Linked DNA regions of Anas platyrhynchos: region 2 is linked to region 1. A link is a contact called in public Hi-C data. All regions are on one chromosome and are shown on one strand. Each heading gives the region's core, a stretch centred on a gene start, on an enhancer-like site or on the middle of the called end of the contact. The rest is flanking DNA. Distances are from core to core; before and after follow the strand shown.

Region 1 (6,250 bases), core at 1,832-4,331:
GACTGCTTGGCATCTTAACTAATTACAGCAGGGATGACAGCCTCCTCACACACACGTGTGAGTAGGGGAGGTTGGACCCATTTCTGGGTTCCCCTGCTGTTACTGAGCTGTTTTTGCAGCTGCTCCTACCAAGGCCTTGCACCAGCCTTAATGATTTCTGACTGATTGCTCTCTTCCCACTTATCTGTCAACCTTTGGCTGCTTTTCCCTTGGCTTCTCCTTGCCACCCTAGCACATGTGTTAATCAGGCATTTTGTCATCATGAGTGATGTTCATTAGCAGCAGGCGAGGCGCTGAGATGGGACTGGCATCCCTGACCCCCCTCCTCCTCCCCGCCAAAAATGCTGCCCTGAGCATTTCTTCTCCTTCCCTTGCCTGCAGCACTTTTCTAGCACTGCTTGCTGCCTCTGACCCTTACACCCAGGGTGCCGCGTGTGGACCAAGTTTTCACCCCAGCCCACAAGAAGACCCTGGCCCAGACCTCAGAACCCCCCTTGCTGCCTGTCCCCGTGGCTGATGGAGATGCTGACTAGTGGCACAGGGCGAGGGTACCTGCGGGTGGTGTGGGTACACCCTCCCCGCTACTGCAGCTGCCATCACCCTGCTCCCCAGCACCTGCAGCATCCCTCACACTCCCTCCTGAGCCACTGGCTGGGGCACAGCCCTGGGTAATGGGGACCTGGGGGCTGCCTGCTGCTGCCTCCTGCCTGTCGCCACCATCCAGCCGAGCCCCGGTGTCCTGTGCTGTCAGCCACGGCAGGGACAGGTATTTCTGTACCTCGATGGCTGGGCTCCGGCGGTCAGGGTCCAGCCTCAGCAGGCGACGGAACATCTCCTGTGCCCCATAAGCAAAGCCCTGCCAGGATGGAGGCGCCTCCCGCCCCTCCGCACCGCTCTGCCAGGCACTGAAGTCCTCAAACTGGGGGTCAGGGCTGGCAGCCACAGCCCAGGGGAAGCAGCCAGTGCAGAGGCAGAAGAGCAGGACGGCAAAGGCCCAGACATCGAGGCTGGAGTCCAGCTCCAGCGTGTCCGAGCCCTGGAGCAGGCAGAGCTCTGGTGGGGAATAGGGCAGGGTGCTGGACATGGCACGAATGGCAGAGCCCTGCAGGCGGGTGAGCCCGAAGTCGCCCAGCTTCACCCGCCGGCACTCACGGTCGAAGAGCAGCACATTGTCCAGCTTGACGTCCCGGTGGACCAGGGCCCGGCTGTGCATGAAATCCAGAGCCTCCGCCAGCTGGGAGGCGCAGCGTTTCACCAGCACCTCCGCCAGGCCCTCCTGCAGGAACGTCAGCACTGTCACCACCTGCCACAGGGCGTGCTGCAGCCCCCAGCACCCTGACTGGTACCACCAGCATGGGCTTCACCCCATAGCAGCCCCCAGACACATCCCCGTGCTGCCAAGTGTGTCCCAATTCACAACAAGAGGTTGGTTGGGGTAGGGGTAGGGGTAGGGGTAGGGGTAGGGGTAGGGGTAGGGGTAGGGGTAGGGGTAGGGGTAGGGGTAGGGGTAGGGGTAGGGGTAGGGGTAGGGGTAGGGGTAGGGGTAGGGGTAGGGGTAGGGTGAGAGTTAGGGTGAGGGTGAGGGTGAGGGTGAGGGTGAGGGTTCCTGCCCCCTCCCTGCACCCCCTACCAAAGCCACCCCAGTACCTTCTCCTCCCTATTCCCTCCCCAGCAGCCCCCCAGCAGCCCCCCAATCTTTGTCAGAGTCCCTGAACTTCACGCACCCCTGGGGTGAGGAGGGTGCACAGGTCCCCAGCAGGAGCGAGCTCCTGCCCGAAGGCAAAGTGCGTGGCGCTCTCGAAGGCGACAGGCAGAGCACGGATGCAGGCAGCATGGCCAGAGAGGCACAGGGCGATGCAGTACTCCCGCAGGAACGCCCTCCACTCCGTGTTCTCCTTCAGCATCAGCTTGAGGACCACCGGTGAGCCTGAGAAGCGTGGAGAGGGTCAGCAGCTCGGAGGGATGCTAGGGGTGAAGTGGCCACGGGGTGAATCAGGACAGGGACCCCCCCAAAGCTCCTCACCACCATCCCGGGGCTCGGTGAGCACCACACGGCCGTAGGTGCCGCTGCCCAGCTCCTCCAGCACGGTGTACTGCTCCTCCAGCTCCTGCCGTGGCACGGCCTGGCCCGTCTGCACCATCAGCTGCTCCAGGAACACCTCGTTGTCCTCCCCGTCCTCTTCTGACTCCTCCATGGGCCCTGCAGAGCCAAAGCACCCCACGCTAGTGTGATGTCCCCCCCCCATCGCACACAGGGGAAGCCTGGGGACACCCAGCTGGTGCTGCCCAGTCCAGTCCATCTTAGTCCAGCTGAGCGCAGCCCACACCAGTACAGCCCTCTTCAGTCCCATTCAGCTCTCCCAGCCCAATGCTGCCCAGTCCAACCCAGTCTAACCCAGTCCAACCCAGTTAGCCCAGTCCAGCCCACTGCTGCCCAGTCCAGTCCAGTCTAGCTCAGCTCAGTCTAGTGAAGCGCGAGGTCCAGTCCTCTTCAGTCCATCCCAGTCCTGCTCATTCCAGCCCAGCCCAGTCCAATGCAGCCTAGCCCAGTCCAACTCATTCTAGCCTAGTCCAGCCCAGCCCAAACCAGTTAGCCCAACGCAGCCCAACCAGCTTGCTCTGCCCCCACGGACAGCCCCACATCCCACCCCACATCCCCCCACAGCAAGGGGTGAGTGCTGGCTCTGCCCTTTGCCCACTCCCTGCCCTTCTCTCCTCCATCCTCAGCTGTGAAGCAGGACCCGGACCCTTCTCCCATCCCGCTGGCTGCAGCCCCCTGCACCGGCACAGCCACAGGGGAGTCACAGCCACCCCCGGGGTGCACGGGGCAGGAACAACAGCCCTGTTCCCCCCTCCCTGTCCCCCCGCCAAGGGGGCTGAGCCATGCAAGAAAGCCGCAGAGCGAAAGCCAGCGTCTGCTGGGGTTGCACAGGGACGGCCCGAGCGGCGTGAGGCTCACCGGTGTCTCTGCGCTGTCCCTGGGGCACAGCGCAGTGCCACCGGCCCCGCAGCCGCCCCGGAGCCCGGAGCCGTGACTCAGATTTTCCTGCGCTCTCCGACGCCGCTGGACCCAGGGCAGCGCCGGCCCGCGCTAATCTCTCCCGCTTGGGCTGGGAACATGTGTCAGGCGCAACGCGTGCCGACCTCCAAACATAGGCAGGGGCAGGACGGACGGGGCATTGCGTGGGGACAGACGGACAGGATGGAGAGAGGCACGGGGGGACTGACGGACAGAAGGGAGTATGGAAAGGAAAAGACAGACGGGGCAGTCCAGGTGGGGACAGGCGGGATGGAGCACAGCAGGCAGGGGCACGTGGAGCATGGTGCATGGCCAGGTGGAGAGAGCACCGAGGGCATGGACAGACAGACAGACATGGGGCATGGCACGGGGGGAACAGACAGGTCTGGGTGTGTGGGTGGGTGGGCAGACCTGCGGGAAGGGACAGCCGAAAGAAGGAGCAGAGTGTGGGGGGGACAGATGGACAGGGAGCTGTGTGGGATGGATGGATGGATGGACAGAGCAGAGGACAGCTTGCAGGGGCGGCTGGACAAAGTGTGGTGTGTGGGACAGGCACCCTGCTTGGACGGATGGACGGTGCAGGGATGGACAGACACATGGCATGGAGCACTCTGTACCAGTGCACTGCTAATGTCAGCATGAACGTCACAGCTCCTCGACATCCCCAAACCACTGACTCCCCCACAGGACACCTCCAGCAGCACCCCCCACACCGTCACTCCCCTGTCCCCTGCTTGCAGCAGCTCCCTGGCCACTGTTACCACCCCACAAGGCCACAGCCCCAGCCTGGCCAACACTTGCTGCATGTTTGTCCCTCCTCTGCCTCAGTTTCCCCACTTCCATGTCTGGCCCCTTCTGTGCCCCCTCCCCAGTGTCTCACCACACTGCCCCCTGAGGTTTACCCCTATTCCCATGGAGGTTTTCCCCACTGGTCCTATGGAGCTGTGGGAGCAAGCAGTGGGCACCAGACCCCCCAGGTGTGGGGCAGGACAGTGCGGGGACAGGTTTTGGGGTGTGTGCAGGGATCAGCCCCAGCTGATGGCCCAAAGATGGGGGGCACTGACCCCAGGCTGACACCGTCCCCGCACAGAGCCCCCTCTGCCACCATCCCTGGCATCCCCTCCCTGCCCACAAGTGGCCCCGTGTCCCACCACCCTGACTCACATCTGGGCCCCTCTGCAGGAGCACTCCCGGGGTCTATTTTGAGCTGGGGCTGGCAGATCCCTGCTGGTGGCACACACACACACACACACACACGTGTGCATGTGTGCGTGCGCGTTGCCCTGCCAAGGAAACAGTGCTGAGACGCAGAGCACCCAGCACCCGGAGGGGCAGGAGGAGCAGGCACCAGTCAGGCTTTGCCCCACAGGAGATACCAGGGGCCCCTGGGTGCTGCTCTGTGCATAGAGGGGGTGGCACTCTGGCACCGGGTGGGGGGAGCAGAGGGTGTGAGGCTGGGCTCATCCCTGCACCTGCTCAGCGCCCCAATACCAAGCCCACCCCACAGATGCATCCCCGAAGCTGCTCCTTCCCTGTGCCCCTGGGATGTGCCTGCCTCCTTCCTCCTGCCCCAGTTCCCAAGCTGTATCCCTCCCTCTCCCCCTTTTCCCATGTCCATATCTCCCCTATCCCCCTGTTCCCATGTCCCTTCCTCTCCCTCTTTTCCCGTATCCATACTCTTTCCCCCTTCTCCCCTGTCCATACCGCTCCCTTTCCCTCTTTTCCCACACCCACAGCCCTCTTTCTCCCCTTTTCCCCATGTCCATTATCCCTCCCTCTTCCCGATTTCCCGTGGCCTGCTCCCTCCTCCCCATTTCCCACATCCTCATCCATATCCCACTCCCCAGTTCCCACGACCATATCCCTGCCTCTCCCCGAGCCCCCTGCCCTGGGGGTTGTTGTTTCTCCCTCTCCCTCCCCACCTGCTCTTTCCCCCCATCCCAGCTGCTTACGGCTGCCCTGACCTCGGCCCGCTGGGAGGTAATTAATACTTGACAGCACATTAACAGGACCCGCTTGGCACGTGGCCGGACGGGAGAAGGTCACATAACCCCATCACTCACCCTGCCCTCTCTGTCCCCAGTATGGGGAGCAGAGGCTGCTGCTGGGGTTGTTCCCCCTGCCCTGGAGCAGTGGTTTTGGGGCTGGCCCCCTGAATTGCCCTCCTGCCCTGCCAGGAACCATCCCCAGGGGCCGGTGCCAGCCCCACGGCTTCCAGCCCCACCAGCACGTCTCCGGCCCCGGCGGCATGCAGAGGATGCAGAGGACAGGGACAGGCAGTGGCCTTTGCTGGCCAGGTCCCCAGTGCGTGGGAGGGAGCGTGGTAGCCAGGCTGCGGGGGTGGCCGGGGGCGGAGGTACCAACAGCTGCGGGGGCACCGAAATAGCCGGTGGGCAGCCGGGCCAGGTGGCGAGAGCTCAGCCCCGTCCCTGTCCCTGGGCTGGGGACAGAGCCCGGCATGGCCCCATGCTGCAAGAGGAGCCGGGGATGTCCCTCTGCCCCCGATTTGTCCCCTGTCCCCTTCTACTTCCAGGGAAGGGGACAATATCCCCAATAAACCCACCACCCACAGTCCCCAGCTGCTGCCCCCAAACTTATTGCCCCCCCGGCCCCCATTTCCAACTCCCTGCCCCTCTTCTCCTCCAGCCCCCATTGCCCCCCTCCCTGCCTCCTTGCCTTCCCATTGCTCCCCACTGCCCCACTCAACGCCCCTCTGACCTCCCCAGGCCCCACTGCCCCACTCCATGCCCCTCTTCCCCCCCACTACACTGCAATCCCCCAATCCCAGCCCATCTGCTCCCCACTGCCCCGTGCCCAGCCCCTGTGCCCCCTGTGGAACCCATTACCCAACTCCCTTCCCCTCTACCCCCTCAGTTCCCATTACCCCACTCCCTGCCCCTTTGCCCCCCTGGTTCCATGACCCCACTCCTTGCCTCTTTGCCCCCAGTTGCCTGCCATTGCCCCACTCCCTGCCCCTCCCCGTCCCTATTGCACCACATCCAGCCCCCCTGCCCCCATTATTTTTTCCCCCTGCCCACTCCCCCCCCAGCAGGGCAAGGTCTGGCCCTGGCCCCACGGCTGAGAGCTGCTGGCGGGCAGCCGGTCCCATCCCCCGGCTGGGCTGGGTGCCGGGAGCAGACAGGTGGCTGGCGGGATTAGCGCTAACGAGATGTTTCATAACAGGGTCAGGGGGCCGCGGGGGAGGGCCTGGGCAGGGGGCCAGGCTGGGCA
Region 2 (6,250 bases), core at 1,719-4,218, 200 kb after region 1:
CTCAGCAAGACACTGACTTACCCCGTGCTGCGAGGGATCCTCCTCCAGCAGTCGGTTTAAACCACGCGGTGTTGGAGAGGGCTGCTCTTGGTGGCACATGCGCATGGTCACAGCAGGAAACCTAGGGGGCCACACCAGGCAAGAGGTCACACATGGGTGTTTTGTGCGCAGAGACAGCTGAATTTGCCAGTTTTATTGCCTGCCCCGAGCCCTGCCATCCCAGAGCCCACAGGGGTGTGGGGAAAGGACCGTGGGGCTGCACCAGGGCTCAGCCTGGCAGCATGGGAATGACTGCTGTGAAAATGATGGTTTGTGACCAAGAGATTTCCACAGCCTTGGCCCAGAACTGGGGGAGAGTTAAGGAGACCACTCGTAATGCAGGAAGGGATGAAAATACCTGCTGGCCTCGAGAGCTGAAGAGACAGGAAGGGGTGAAACAGAAAGGGCAAGGTGAAAAACAGGCGTCTGCTTAAAGAGAGCTTCTGAGTGCCAAGGTGGAGAAGATCTGGGGGTTAAAAGTGACTACAAGCATCAAAACGCTGTGGGAGAGGCAGTCCCAGTGCAGGCAGTGCTGACACCAAGCAAAGTCCTGGGGAAAAGCACTTGGGAGAAGATGGTGCAAAGCAGTTGAGAGCTGGAGAAGGAGCAGAGGGAGTCCTGGGACTGGTCAGGGGAACGTGTCCTACCCACGGCTATCTAACATCATTGAGCTGGTGCTGAGAAGGAAGAGCTAACTGCAGGCTGTAAAGATAATCAAAGATAAAACTCAGAGAACGGATATGTGTCAGAGAGGAAAAAGAACAGCTTAAACTGAAGGATGGTGCTGGCATCAGAGCGAAGAGGCACAGTGCAGAGATGGGTGAGAATTAGGATGAATTAGCTGCAGCTCGGTAGGAATGGCTGAGAAAAAAAAATATTCCTTTCCCCCCCCCTCCCCAAGGCAGCTGGAGCATTTCAGTGCTCTGGCTGGAACCAAGATGCGCTGCCAGCCCCACGGCACCACCTCAGGGAATGGGCAGGGTTAATTGAAGCAGAGAGGCGAGCTTGGCAGCCCCTGTGGGGGTCTTTCCTCAGGACCTCCCCCTCCCCAGTGGGCAGTCAGCTCGAAGTGAGCCCCGTCAGCTCGCTGCCTGCCCCCCTGCATTACAACCAGACCCTCCCTGTAGCCATCCCCTGCCCCCAGTACCAACACAGCCCTGCAGGATGCTTTGGCATGGAAAGAACCTTAAAAGCCATTTAATTTCATCCCCCTGCCCTGGGCTGGGACCCCTCCCACCAGCCCAGGCTGCCCAGAGCCCCATCCAGCCTGGCCTTGAACATTCCTATGAACAAGGCAGCCACAATTCCCTGGGCAGCCTCCTCCAGCGCCCCGCCACCCCCTGCGATGGTTTTTTTCCTTAAACCTAACCCAAATCTAATTTTTTTAACCCATTCCCCTTGCCCTATCCCCACACCCCTAACACCCAAGCCCCCTCAGGCACGGCCAGGCCGCTCCCAGCTCTCCCCGGACCCTCTCCGGCCTCAACGCCCCCAGCTCCGGCGGAGCGGGGCCGCGGCCCCCTGCCCACCACCGTGGGCACCCCCGGTACCCCCCAATCCCCCCGGTACCCCCCAGGCCCCCCCCCCGGGCCTCACCTCGGGGCCGCCCCCGCCGGGCCCCGCCGCCGCCCCTCACATCCGGCCGGTGCCGCCTCCTCCGCCGCCGCTTCCGGCCGCGCGCCGCGCCGCGGGGAACGTCACTTCCGGCGGCGGCAACGGCGGCGGGAACGGAGAGGGAGGGGGGGAGAGAGGCTGGGAGGGGGGAGCATGCGCAGAGCGCGCGGCAGAGAGGGGAGAGGCAGCGCATGCGCAGAGCGTGGGGGGGGGCGGGAGGAGAGGCGCATGCGCAGTTAGCGCCGCGCGCTGCGTGTGGCGGGGGGGGGGGGGGGCGCATAACGCCACAGGGTAATGGAGGGTGGGGGGGGACTTCAGGATCACCCAGTCCAGCCCCTGATCTAACACCAACCAGTCCTACACTAAAACACAGCACTAAGCACTACACCTTAACGTCTTCTAAAGACCTCCAGGGGTGGTGGCTGCACCCCCTCCCTGGGCAGCCCGTCCCACTGCCTCACAACCCCTTCGTTAAACAAGTTCTTCCTAATATCCAACCTAAACCTCAAATTTAGCCCGTTCCCCCTCGTCCTGTCACCAGTGAGAGAATAAACCAGCCCCCACCTTGCTGCAGCCTCCCTCAAGGTATCTATTAACGCCACAGATAGAAGAATGGGGGGTTGCTTAATCGCATTAATGCTTTTTAAATAAAACAATCATAATTATTAAAGCCCAGAACAGAAAAATATCATTAAAATAGATATTGCTGAGTGTCTTTGCTTACTACTGTGTAGATTAACCGAAACAAGGGGTCTCAGGGGCCCCTCACAGAGGACGTTTCCTGGCAAAAATGGGGAACCCGTCTCAAAAAACAGCTGAGACCGATCCTATGGTTTGGTCAAGAGCCAAGGAGCAGCCGAGTCTGCACAAAGGCAGGGGGTCAGCCAGGGGTGATGAAGAGGAGTTATTGGCCTTCATCCCCACGACTCCCCCCCACCCAAATAAAACAACTAGCAGAAGGCATCGCGCAGGCGCAGACGGGAGGGGTTTATGGAAATGACTTCTTGGAGCTAATTTTAATACAAAGCGGGGATAGGTTATGAATATGTATAGGCTTATTGGGAAACTTCACGCATATGTAACTCTTTGCAGCATAATAACCAAAGCAAGTCACTGCGTTAGGGTGCGTGTGCCTTTGGGAGCTATCCCACATGCGCCTGGTGCCGAAATAAACCACATACCTACTTTATAACTCATTTGCTTTGAGTTGTAGAGTTCTTCCATGAATCACTGTCACCAGGCACGTTGGAGAATAGACCGACCCCCACCTCACTACAGCCTCCTTTAAGGTACCTGTAGAGAGTGATAAGGTCGCCCCTGAGCCTCCTCTTCTCCAGGATGAACAAGCCCAGCTCCCTCAGCCGCTCCTCGTAGGACTTTTTCTCCAGGACCCTCACCAGCTTCGTCGCCCTTCTCTGGACCCGCTCAAGCACCTCGATGTCCTTCTTGTAGCGAGGGGCCCAAAACTGAACACAGTACTCGAGGTGCGGCCTCACCAGAGCCGAGTACAGGGGGACGATCACTTCCCTAGCCCTGCTGGTCACACTGTTTCTGATACAAGCCAGGATGCCGTTGGCCTTCTTGGCCACCTGAGTACGCTGCTGGCTCATATTCAGCTGACTATCGACCAATACTCCCAGGCATGCGCCGTCAGACATGTGGGGGGGCAGTGGGGACATGCATGAGCGTGGGACATGTGTGTGGGGGATATTGTGTGTGGGATATGTGTTTGTGGGTAATGCATGTGTGTGGCAATGATGTGCAGGAGGACACATGTGGAACATGTGTGTGCGGGACATGTTGTGGGGTGTGTGGGTCACACATGTGTGTGGGACATATGTGGGACATATTTGGGACATGTATGTGTGGGACACATGTGGGATATGTTTGTGGGGCACACGTGTGTGGGATATGTTTGTGGGGCACACGTGTGTGGGATATGTTTGTGGGACATGTGCATGTGGGACACATGTGGGACATGCGTGGGGGGGACACGAGTGTGTGGAACATGCATGTGTGGGACGTGTGTGTGGGATGTGTGAGTGTGGGACACTCATCTGTGGGACATGTGTGTGTAGGACATGTATGTAGGGGATGTGTGTGGGACACATGTGGGGGACACGTGTGTGTGGGATGCGTCTGGGAAATGGGGACACGCATGTGTGGGACACGTGTGTGTCAGATACGTATGTGTGGGTAACACGTGTGTGGCAGGGATGTTCAGGAGGATGCATGTGGGACGTGTTGGATGTGCATGTGTGGGACACATGTGCATGGCAGGGATCTACAGGAGGATCTGTGTGTGTTGGACATGGGTGTGGGGGGGACACGTGTGTGTGGGGGACACGCATGTGCATGTCAGGGATGTGCAGGACCACACACGTATGTTAAATACATGTGTGTTGTAGAGACATGCCTGGAGCACATGTATGTGTATGGAACGTGTGTGTGCAAGGCACGGACGTGTTTGGAGCACATGTTTGTGTGCCTCTGCAATTCCTGGTGCTCGGGGATTTCCAGGCAAGCCCATGTTCATTCCATGCGGAAGCTCTGTGAGTTGTTTTAACCCCCAGCGAGGCACTTTGCCCTCCCGTCATGGTCTCAAAAGCCACCATAACACACGGAAGACAGAGTAATAAAATACAGCAATGAGTGACTGCAGGGAGTGCGTGCCAGCTGCCCGGCAGCCAGCCTTGAAACCACAACAAATCGCCCCAAATTCCTGCAACCCGCCCCTGCTGCAGCCCCAGCAGCAGCTCCCGGAGCAGCTGGGTGTTTAGTTTGTCGGCTGTGACTCACTGTAAGAAAAGCTGGTTTCAGATGTCACCAGGACAGAATTAACAGGAAAAAATATATATTGAAAAAAAATGTATTTTCCCATTCCTCCCCCGCCTCCCCTCCTTTTTCTGAAGGTTGTGCCAAGCAAGATGGGTGTGTTTGTGGTAAACTGATCTGAGGAGCCACAATCCCAGCAGGTGGAGAAAGTGCCAGTGCACGTTATCGGGGAATTCAGCACCGAAAAAAACCCATTGTTCTCCCTCAGTCTGGACAAGAGATTTTATTTCAGGAAATGGAAATTGTGACGGCTGAAAACTTGAGATGCTGGAGCCCTCACTGCCTTCTTCCTTCTGCCGTGGTTATGATCAACCCCAAAAGCATGAAGGGCAGCTCTCAGAGAAATGTGTTGATTTATTTTTCTTCAGTATTTCCTAATTTCTCAGCTTTGGAGAATGGAGATCTGTAAAACTTCACTGTGAAATCTGAAAATGATTTGTTTCTTGGGTTGCCTGCCCAGTTTGTCGGCAGGCTTGGTGAAAAGGGCATGAAATCAGAGGAGACACATAAATTAAAACCAAACCTGCACGCTTTGTGCAGAAACTGTTGGGTTTCCAACGTGGGGACGAAATTCCAGGACATGGAGCTTTTTTGGCAAGTCACTATTTTGGCAAGTAGGTGAAAGCCTGGGGGTGCCTGTCCTTGGAGATGTCCTTGGGGTGAGGAAAGCAGTTGGGTGTATACTTTGGCGGAGGCCCCCGCGTCTCCTCCACCAGCACCTTCAGGACGGCTTTGTTGTGGTTGGACATGGTGGCTGAGATGCTGTAGGGCCCATCGGACACAACGATGGAGGAGTTTTTTTTGTCCAGCACCTCCTTCCTGTAGGTTTGGGACTGGGGTCGGGCCCCACGCATAGACCAGTAGAGGCTCTCCAGGCTCCCAGAGATGGTTGGCCCTTGGAAGATCTCCACCGCGTACTGGTGGTCAAATATCGTGTTGTTCCTAGGGTTGTAGAACATCACCGCGAAGGAGAAGGGCTCCGAGACGTACAAGAGGGCTCCGGATACGCCCCAGGCGCTCAGGTGGCGTTTCACAAAGACGCACATCTCCCTGGACTGGGGGCTGATGGATGGTGACGGGGGCGTGAAGACTTCACCGCTTTGGCAGAAATAGCTGTGGGGAGACCAGAAAGAACCATAAAATCAGGATGGAAGGTTTCCACGTTGCTCCTGAGTTAGCTGAAAGGAGGCAACAGCGAGGTGGGATCGGTCTCTTCTCCCAGGCACCAAGAGGAAATGGCCTCAAGTTGCACCAGGGGAGGTTTAGGTTGGATATTAGGAAAAAATTATTCACTGGAAGGGTTGTGAGGCATTGGAATAGGCTGCCCGGGGAAGTGGTGGAGTCACCACTTCCAAGTCACCACTGGAGTGTCACCAAGTCACCAAGTCACCAAGGAGTCACCACTGACCCCAAGGGGTCAGTACAGGGTCTGGCTTCATTAATGATCTGGATGATGGGGCAGATTATAGCAACACAAAACCCTAGGGGGTGGTGGATACACCAGAGGGTCACACTGTCATCCAGAGAGACTTGGACAGGCTGGAGATGTGGGTGACAGGAACCTCATGAAGTTCAACAAGGAGAAGTGGAAGGTCTTGAAGCTGGGAGAAACAACCCCAGGCACCAGGAGGCACCCAGCTGGGAACCAGCTTGGCAGAAAAGGCTCTTTCCAGTGGCACCCAGTGACAGGACAAGAGGCAAGGGGCACAAACTGAAAGAGGAGAGGTTCCCTTTGAACATATGAACATCATTTATGGTGATG

Evidence for each region. A called contact is a pair of places that touch in the nucleus more often than the background predicts.
Region 2: a contact with region 1 is called in a Hi-C map of skeletal muscle, with 1.9 times the contacts expected there. The contact joins the promoter of LOC101804334 here to the promoter of LOC119716995 in region 1. A contact is called at or near these places in 2 of 8 Hi-C or Micro-C datasets (skeletal muscle and subcutaneous adipose tissue).

The regions. Positions count from the first base shown.
Region 1 is chr36:3,187,127-3,193,376 of IASCAAS_PekinDuck_T2T, forward strand. It overlaps LOC119716995, which reads right to left and starts at 3,082. Exons shown (of 4, transcript XM_038179217.2): 1 at 2,960-3,082; 2 at 2,024-2,200; 3 at 1,725-1,927; 4 at 1-1,276. The coding sequence starts at 2,195. The coding sequence ends at 530.
Region 2 is chr36:3,382,855-3,389,104 of IASCAAS_PekinDuck_T2T, forward strand. LOC101804334 reads right to left here and starts at 2,969. Exons shown (of 3, transcript XM_072032143.1): 1 at 2,947-2,969; 2 at 22-121. LOC101803440 reads right to left here. Exons shown (of 3, transcript XM_038179224.2): 3 at 4,594-5,601. The coding sequence ends at 5,091.